2 separate regions of the Mus musculus genome follow, and region 2 is linked to region 1. Evidence: chromatin contacts called from public Hi-C data. All regions are on one chromosome and are shown on one strand. Each heading gives the region's core, a stretch centred on a gene start, on an enhancer-like site or on the middle of the called end of the contact. The rest is flanking DNA. Distances are from core to core; before and after follow the strand shown. Region 1 overlaps Vps35 (VPS35 retromer complex component). Region 2 overlaps Gpt2 (glutamic pyruvate transaminase (alanine aminotransferase) 2).

What was found. A called contact is a pair of places that touch in the nucleus more often than the background predicts.
Region 2: a contact with region 1 is called in a Hi-C map of nephron progenitors, with 6 times the contacts expected there. The contact joins two enhancer-like sites. A contact is called at or near these places in 20 of 484 Hi-C or Micro-C datasets (the C10 cell line, the C2C12 cell line, the G1E-ER4 cell line and 10 more), 4 of 115 datasets of contacts at active chromatin or transcription factors (cardiomyocytes and embryonic stem cells) and 3 of 9 other capture datasets (adipose tissue, embryonic stem cells and liver).

Annotation. Positions count from the first base shown.
Region 1 is chr8:85,272,190-85,277,048 of GRCm38.p6, forward strand. It overlaps Vps35 (VPS35 retromer complex component), which reads right to left. Exons shown (of 17, transcript NM_022997.5): 11 at 2,631-2,838; 12 at 1,283-1,438. Among named protein-coding and RNA genes, the nearest start is that of Vps35, 25 kb to the right of the region's middle. Within about 2 kb of position 2,137, at least 2 of the 459 cell types and tissues checked have an H3K27ac peak or open chromatin away from gene starts, as enhancers often do.
Region 2 is chr8:85,526,450-85,531,000 of GRCm38.p6, forward strand. Gpt2 (glutamic pyruvate transaminase (alanine aminotransferase) 2) reads left to right here. Exons shown (of 12, transcript NM_173866.4): 12 at 1-2,453. Among named protein-coding and RNA genes, the nearest start is that of Dnaja2, 27 kb to the right of the region's middle. Within about 2 kb of position 2,637, at least 41 of the 459 cell types and tissues checked have an H3K27ac peak or open chromatin away from gene starts, as enhancers often do.

The DNA of each region.
Region 1 (4,859 bases), core at 887-3,386:
ATCCTTACAGGTAGATCAAACTTCCTAAGCACACTTAAATTAAGAAAACTACAATATAATTTAAAAAGCCGTATGAAACAAATGTATGGTTGGTTCAGAAAGAAAAGAAGAAAAGAAAAGGAAAACCAAAGGATTGGGCAGATGGTTCAGTCAGTAAAATGCTTCTAGCATAAGCTGAGTTTAGATTCCCAACATCTTCATAAAAGGCCAGGCGCAGCCATGCAACTGCAGTCCCAGCACTGGGAAGGCAGAAGCAGCTGACTCCAGGAGCTCACTGAGGAACCCTGTCTAGAAAAACACAATGGAAAGTACCTGACTTGATGCTGACCTTTAACCTTCAGGTGCACCTACATAAACACGCAAATATAAACACTAAAGAATTCACGTAAAATACAGTATGTGATATATTTGGGTCTTGTGGATTTCTTTGATATGGTGACATACAAACATAACCAATCAGCCATAAATACTATCGATGTGACACAGAAAATGAGAGCAATCCCCTCCACACACACAGAAGGAAGAGCGAAGAAGGGGGAGCAACTTAAAATATTTCAGTATTCACATACTGTCTTGATCACATAGTGCATAAAAGACTCTCCCTAAGACAAATTAAAGAAATCAGCCTTTTAAATCATCCACTATCAGATGCCAACTTACCTACTTAGGTCACATTTAAATCTTCATTTCATAAAGATTAACTGAGGACTATGATAAAAGAGAAAGCTTTGTCTTGTCTGATCACTAAACTTTAAAGTCCTTCATACATTTTCATCTGACAAATATCTTCCTATCAGATTTTATGTCTCATTAAGTTTATTATGATAAACAACTAAACATTCTAAATGCACTACACTGTTGAAAAAGACACAGAACACAGAACAATTACGTAATATCCAACTAAAGGAAAGCAAGCTTTTCTGCAATTCTCAGGTTTTCAAGAGAAGCTGGAATACCTGACTTGTTCTTCATGAGTGCCAACAATTTAACTATTCATTTATACAAAAATAAAATCCCAGCTGTGCACGGTGGTACACAACTGAATTTGTAGCACTCAGGAAGCTAGGGCAGCAGGATCATAATTTTAAGGCCAACATGGCTACAGTGAGAACTTGCCTCAAAAAAACTAAATAGGTAAATAAATTTTTTTAAGGTCATGAACTTTAATTCAGTAACAAGTTTTTTAACACCTTAAACCAATGCAAAAGCTGCATTAAACCATTTTAAACACTTTTCTGCTCATTAAGCGTGAGGAAAGGTTACAGTAAGAGATAACTCATACCAAATACTGCTGGTCAGGATCATCAGAACGTAGCAGATGAATAAATCGGCCAACAAGGCTCTGTTCATCAGCGAAGTCTTCTGGATCAGGGTCTTCTACAGGTTGGTCTGGCTGATCCTGAATCAATGTGGACACCAAATTCATTATGGAATCTACCTGCAACACAGAAAGTAGAAAATATTAGCCTGACACTATCAACAAAAAAGGCAACAGTTTCTAAGTGGATACATAATGAAACAATATCAGCAAAATAATTCAGTGTTTTTGTAAAAAAGTTAGAATAAACAGTTTCACCCAGCTGTGAACTTTTTAAGCTACAGTAACAACCAGTTTGACAAAATTCGCCCATTGGTACAATAGTGGAATGAATATTTTAGGAATAACCAGGGCTTTCTACTTGGACTTAAGGTTTGTTCCACAGGGTAGAATTCATGCCTGGTACTGGTACTGCAAACCTGGCAAAGAACCCAAGGATTACGAAGAAAAAGGGCTAAGGCAGAGTCTACTACTATTATTTTGCTAAGTGGACATAGTAACAAACTATCTTCTAAATATCCTTCCAGCCACAGATTATTATAGCTTTCTCCCTTATCAATGATGCTTCTTTTTGCAGTGGATAACAGTTAATAGAACTCAAAGGGTAGAAAGTAAATGACTATGGAGTGTTAAGCCCTAAATAGCATGTCTTTAGCATACCCTCCCCAACATGGCTCAGGGAACACTGAAGAGGGGACAGAAATATTATAGCCAGAGGTCAAGGACTACTGCAAAATAGCACCTTTCCACAGTAGCTTTGATTGCCTGCCCAAGATCAAGCTAGTCAACACTCATCCTGGATAGAAAGGAAGTTCCCAAGGAGCCAACCCTAGCTGAAGAGCTATTGGCAAATACTGGCTACTGAAGGCGGGAGAGTCACTTCTATGGGGTACAGTCACTGGTAGGTTGCTTATATTCCCAGCAGGTGACCCTCTTCTACTCATTCACATACAGGAAGTAATAATTGAGCTGAATTTAAAAAAAAAAAAAAAAAAAGGAGGACATAAAATTGGGAGAAGTAGGGAGGTTGTTCCAAAGGCATTGAAAAGTTGATAGGTCAATGTATTCATTTATGGACAAAAATCTGAAAAGAGGTATGCCAAATGTTAATCAACTGTGGTGAAATCAGAGGTATTTAATAATTCTTTGTACATCTCCAATTTTTTAACTTCTATATAACAAATAAGCTATTCATATTTTTATTATTATGTTACCTCCTTCATTTATAACCAGTGTCTACAGCTCAATATCTAAAATCTTAGTCAACCATATTTTTCTAATTCCCTAGAAGAGCATATCTGTGTTCTCTTACCTGGTCCTGAGAGACGATTTCTGTGTTATAATCCAGAACATTACTAAGCACATAACAGCTCATGCTCTTTCTGGACTCGTAGTCAAAGTACTCAAAAAGTGGGTGGAAATGCTTTAACTTTAATACTGTTAAGATATTGTTGTAAGTATCAACAGGTATCTTCAAAAGTCTGGTAAGCTCCTTTGAAACTGCACTACTGGTAGCAATACTACAAAGAGAAAAACAGCAACCCTTTCATGAATAAAATTAATCTTTATAACAGAGCACTTGATTCACATTTTAAAAAAAAAAATCTTTATTTACCATCTATGGCAGGCAGAGGAGTTGGCCCCAGAGTCATGAGAATCAGAGAACTGGCCATGTCCCTTATTAGCTGTAACACTCAGGAGAGCAGGCTCTGCACCTCACCTGGGCAGCAGGGTAGAGCTGACCCTGTTTCCAGGGGTTGCTGGTGAGCCAGCCCCAAGGTGGAGAGAGCAGGAGAGCCCTCAGGAAGACCAGCTCAGATACCTCTCAGGCCCAGATCCAGGGCTCTGAATTGGCCCACTCCAACATCTATCGCATTGATGGAACTACTGGAGGGCACGAAGGGGCCCAATCCCATAGATCCAAAATTACAAGATCTCCATGACACAGGGCAACAACAGGATATCTGAGAGGAGTCCCACTGAGGCAGCAGAAGTCAGAGGCATTGTATCAGACCAATGAGTCTTTGCAATGAACATTTGTAAAGAAATGGGAACAAAAGGATGCATGAGCTCTGTATACACTGTTATACACTATAGCTTCCATGAGGATTTTTTCCTCCATTGGGGAGAGGATGCAAGGGTAGAAGAGACGGAAGGAGGAGATGAGAAGGATTGGGGTACATGGTGTGAAATTCACAAAGAACCAATAAGATGTTTTTAAAAATTCATTTACACATTTAAAGAAATAGGTCAAGCAAACTGAGAAAATCATATAATTAATCTCTTCTATTTCAAAATGATCTCCTCTCCAGACAAATATAGCCAGGCCTGGCTCACTCTTGGAGGGATAAAGGGTAACACAGACATCGTTTAGTTTTCTCTCTTATGTTAAAGGTCTGTACTGTTTTTCAGTTCACAAGAAATAACTATAGGGGACTAATATCCAATATATACAAAGAACTCAAGAAGCTGGGCTCCAGAAAATCAAATAACCTCATTAAAAAATGGGGCACAGAGCTAAACAAAGAATTCTCAACTGAGGAATACTGAAGGGCTGAGAAGTACTTGAAAAACTGTTCAACATCCTTAATCATCAGGGAAATGCAAATCAAAACAACCCTGAGATTCTGCTTCACACCAGTCAGAATGGCTAGGATCAAAAATTCAGATGACAGCAGATGCTGGCGAGGATGTGGAGAAAGAGGAACACTTCTCCATTGCTGGTGGGATTGCAAGCTTGTACAGGGGAACACCAGGGCCAAGAAGTGGGAGTGGGTGGGTAGGGGAGCAAGGGGGTGGGGGTATAGGGGACTTTTGGGATAGCATTTGAGATGTAAATGAAGAAAATATCTAATAAAAAATTAAAAAAAAAGAAAAGAAAATGGAGGGGGCTGGTGAGATGGCTCAGTGGGTAAGAGCACCCGACTGCTCTTCCGAAGGTCCAGAGTTCAAATCCCACCAACCACATGGTGGCTCACAACCATCTGTAACAAGATCTGACTCCCTCTTCTGGAGTGTCTGAAGACAGCTACAGTGTACTTACATATAATAAATAAATAAATAAATCTTTAAAAAAAAAAAAAGAAAAGAAAATGGAAATAACTAATAAAAGGGGGTAAAGGGTTAAGAAATTTCCCTGTTGTGTTGGAAATCAGTCTGGCGGTTCCTCAGAAAATTGGACATAGTACTACCGGAGGATCCAGCAATACCACTCCTGGGCATATACCCAGAAGATGTTCCATCTGGTAATAAGGACACATGCTCCACTATGTTCATAGCAGCCTTATTTATAATAGCCAGAAGCTGGAAAGAACCCAGATGCCCCTCAATAGAGGAATGGATACAGAAAATGTGGTACATTTATACAATGGAGTACTACTCAGCTATTAAAAACAATGAATTTATGAAATTCTTAGACAAATGGATGGATCTGGAGGGTATCATCCTGAGTGAGGTAACCCAATCACAAAAGAACTCACATGATATGCACTCACTGATAAGTGGATATTAGCCCAGAAGCTCAGAGTACCCAAGATAAAAT
Region 2 (4,551 bases), core at 1,387-3,886, 250 kb after region 1:
GAAGGAGCGCATGCAATCTGATTCAGTGCTCTCTTCACATCAGTTTCCTGCCTCCCTCCCTCATCTGCGGACAGCATCCTATCTCATCAGGCTTCCCTGTGTGTCACAAAGTAGCAGCCACCAAGCAAATATATTCCTTGAATTAGCACACCTGGGTGGGCCATGTGCGCACCAAGGAAACAGGTGCTATAGGGAGCGCCAGGCCAGGCTTGTCTCTTAACTGTCTCGTTCTTCAGTGAGAGTGGGAAAGCTGTCCGGAGCTCCCGCGCAGGAGCCTGGGTACCCACGCAGCGAGTCAAGGGAGTTTTCGGAGCCAGAGAGAGAAAGATGTGAAGGCTGTGGAGTAAGGCTGAAACCAGCCTCCTGCCCTATAGTCCCACACTGCAGGGGGTGCGACTTTAAAACAGAACTTCAAGTTGTTAACACTCACAAGCATTGCATTACTGTGAAGGAAGTAGCCGCATCCATAACAGGATGTGATGGTCTACAGCTTTTCCTTTAAAAGCTGAAAAGGTACCATGTGTGCTCGCTAGGCATATAATCCAGATATGCTCCAGAGTTCTGAGATTCTTCCATGAAAGGTTAACTAGAAGCTAGAATATTTTTTTATATTTTTGTAACAATTGGCTTTTTTCATGGGGGGAGGGGAGTAGAGGGTTAGTATTTATAGTCCTAACAAGTCCAAAAATTTTTATAAGTGTCTTCAGATTATAAATAACCCTCCAAATTTTGCAATGTTTACATGTTTTTTTTTTAAGATGACAAATATGCTTGATTTGCTTTTTAAATAAAAGTTTAGCTGTTCTAAGAGATTAACTTCAAGTAGGATGGCTGGTTATGATAGTTTGGATTTTCTACAGGTTCTGTTGCCATGCCTTTTGGGTTTCAGCATCACTCGAGTCGCAGCATGTGGGTGGGGCTGTGGAAACCTGGCCAGGCTGGACCTGGTCAGCCACACCTCAGAGACATTGTTTCCATTTGGATGTGAGCAGGCGCAGGCCTGCATGCTCTTTCCTACTTAGCATCATCAGTTCTTCCGCCTCCTTAGCATGGTTCTTTGTAACAGCCATGCTGGGAAGCTCTGAACAATAAAATACTTCCAGAGTGGTGACTGAGCAGCTTGGTCAATAAAAACTAAAAGTTGCGTGGGGCTGAGTATGATGGCATACACTTTAATCCTAGGACTGGGGAGGCAGAGGCAGACTGGTGTCTGCGAGTTTGCGTCCTGTCTGATTTACCTAATAAGACCTAGTCACGCTGGGCAGTGGTGGCTCACGCCTTTAATCCTAGCACTTGGGAGGCAGAGGTAGGTGGATTTCTGAGTTCAAGGACAGTCTGGTCTACAGAGTGAGTTCCAGGACAGCCAGGGCTACACAGAGAAACCTTGTCTTGAAAAACAAAAACAAAAACAAAAAAGACCTAATCACAACAAAACTGAAAACAACAGAAGCAATAAATGGTTGGGTGGATGTCACTGTTGAGTGGATCTGTGTATATGTGCATATATTTTTAGTATCTTATATATTTTAAATATGCACAAGTATAAATATATGTGTTCCTGAACAGTACATTTACCTAAGTATCACAAACTTGGTTAACCAACAGCTTCTGCTTCTTTTTTTTTTTTTTTGGATATTTTCTTTATTTACATTTTAAATGTTATCCCCTTTCCCAGCCCGGAAACTCCCTATCCCCACTCTGCCTGCTTCTATGAGGGTGCTCCCCCACCCACCCACTCCCGCCTCCCTGAGCTAGCATTCCCCTACACTGGGGCATCAAGCTTTCACAGGACCAAGGGTCTTTCCTCCCATCGATGCCCAAAAAGGCCATCCTCTGCTACATATGTGGCTGGAGCCATGGGTCACTCCATCTGTCCTCTTTGGTTGGTGGTTTAGTCTCTAGGAGCTCTGGGGAGGGGGCGGGGATGTTGGTTGGTTGGTATTGTTGTTCTTCCTATGGGGTTGCAAACCCCTTCAGCTCCCCCAGTCCTTTAACTCCTCTACTGGGGTCCCAGCTTCTGCTTCTTAGGGTTTGACCCTAAAGACAGGGAGTTGCTTAGTTGGAGAAACTTTGGAGGTCTTTTGTTTCTGTTTTTGTTTTGAGAGCCTTGCTCTCTGGCTGCCTAGTATGCTAGTACATCTGTACCCCAGGCTGACTTTAAACTACTGTGTAGTCTAAGGCTGACCTTGAACTCCTGAGGCTCTTGCCTTTACAGTCTACACTGGGATTGTGCCACCATTCCTGGCTCTAACAAGTTGTTAAAACTAATGTGGACTTTTGCTTTCTGCTGGCAGTAAAGTAAGAAGAGATTAAGGCCGGAGAGGTGGGGACAGGAGCTGGAGAAGCGATGGGTTGGGTTGTGCTATACGACATTGTATTGATCTTACCCAGGTTTCCCAGTTCACATTTGTCTTGGAATATGGCTTTCAAATTTAAAATTGTTTTTAAAATATGCTTTCTATATCTTTATTAAAATTTAGAAAGTATGCAAAGAAAAATAACTAGGACTCTAACTAGGAATCATTAGGAACCCACTCAACACAGTTTAAGCAAAGAAACTGACTATCCTGTGTAAGCTGTAGGGAAACTGGCTCTGTTTCTAATGTTTACTCTGGCAGAGGTTGCCTTGCCCCATTGCACATAGAAAATCTCATGGTCCCACGTGTCCTTTCCTGAGTCAGATATTTTGGCTTGTGAGAAGAGGGTGCTTTGCACAGGAAGGGGAGCCGTGTACAGAGGAGGTGGGAATGGCTGTTAGGATCGCCAGCCTTGCTGAGTAACATTGAGTCAGAAGAAACAACCCATGAAAAAGGGATGGTGCTACACTAACAGAGGCCACTTTAGTGTGGGTGTGGAGGATGTGTGTTCAAGAAGTGTATGTGTAGCTGGGCATGGTGGCTCAGGCCTTTAATCCCAGTACTCGGGAGGCAGAGGCAGGTGGATTTCTGAGTTTGAGGCCAGCCTGGTTTACAGAGTGAGTTCCAAGACAGCCAGAGCTACACAGAGAAACCCTGTCTCGAAAAAACAAAAACAAACAAACAAAAACCAAAACAAACAAAAAGAAGTGTATGTGTGTGCACACGAGTACAGGAGCTCACAGAGGCCAGAGGCATTGCATCCCCTGGTGCTGGAGTTGTGTAGTGAGCTGCTTGTGGGAGTCACAGCTAGTTGGTAGCTAAGTGGACAGAGAAATGTTTTGTAGCTTCCCTCACAGGAGCCCACATAGGAACACACACCAACTCTCTAGGGAGTAAATTATATTTTATTGTACAGTTGAGTGTGTTAAATACAGATCAGAAACTACAGATATTATTCTAGATGGGAGGGGAGGGGGTAATGTTGAGATGGTCTCACTGTGTAGTCCTGGTTGGCTTTGAACTCCTGCCTGCTCGCCAGTCCTCCTCTCTTCAGTGACTTGTGCTCCCCACCATGGCATGCTTTGTCAGCAGAGGCCTGGAGTGAGACAACAAGCCTTTAAATTCAACCAGATTCAGGCTCTTATGACACAGGCGGACTATTTCCCAGAATATCCCATGAATGGTCCCACTGGCTCTTCACTGGGAACCTTGTGAACCAGGCCTCTGCTGTCCCCATTGCTCTCAGAATTATTCTCCAGGTTCCCACGGGCATGACCCACTAAACTATGCCTGTAGTACTCAAAGGCTTTTCTAGCCCAAAGTTTCAAAACTCTTCCATGTTCCTCCAACAAACCAGTTCCAAACAGGTAAGAACTATATGGTTGGGTTTATCATGGCAACAGCCCCACTTCATGACAGTCTTTTTTTTTTTTTTTTTTTTTAGTATTCTTTTTTCCTGTTTGCCATGATAAAACACCTTGAGAAAGGAAGAAAGAGTTTATTTGGGCTCACAGTTTGAGGGCACACAGTCCAAGGTAGCAGGGAGTCGTGGCAGCAAGGCCTTGAGGGAACTGTCCACCCTGATGAGTGCTTGTATTGAGCCCACTTTCTCCTTTTTATTCATTATGGGACCTCAGACCACAGAATGTTATGTCCCACATTAAGGGTGTGTCTTCCTCTCGCAAATAACCTAACAAAGATTAAACACGTATATGACCAAATACTTGCTGTCATGGTGCTTCTAAGTCCTACTAATTGTCGTTCAGGATTGACCACAGCACTGAGTATGAGGCGCATGGACTTGTAGTCCCGACTCTTCTGCCTCTTCTTCCCTGGTACATTACAGGGTGTGTACCATACCCAGCTCCAGACCCTTGGATTTCCAATGATTCAATATAATGTCTTCAGATGGGTTCCACACTGTTATGTATGGTATGTTTTTAGTCACTGGGTTTATAAGATATCTTAGAGTGTGTATGGATTAATACTAACAAAGCATTAATCACTGGAACATGATAGACTCATGCTGTAGAATGTCTTGGTCAGATAAAAATATGTAACATTGGCAGCTGTCCAGATGACTTACCATGAAGCCTGAAGATGTTGGTTTGGTTCCTGGAACCTATATGGTAGAAAGAGACTGTACTGACTGCTACAGGTTATCTTCTGAGTTCCACATGCACACCATGGAGCA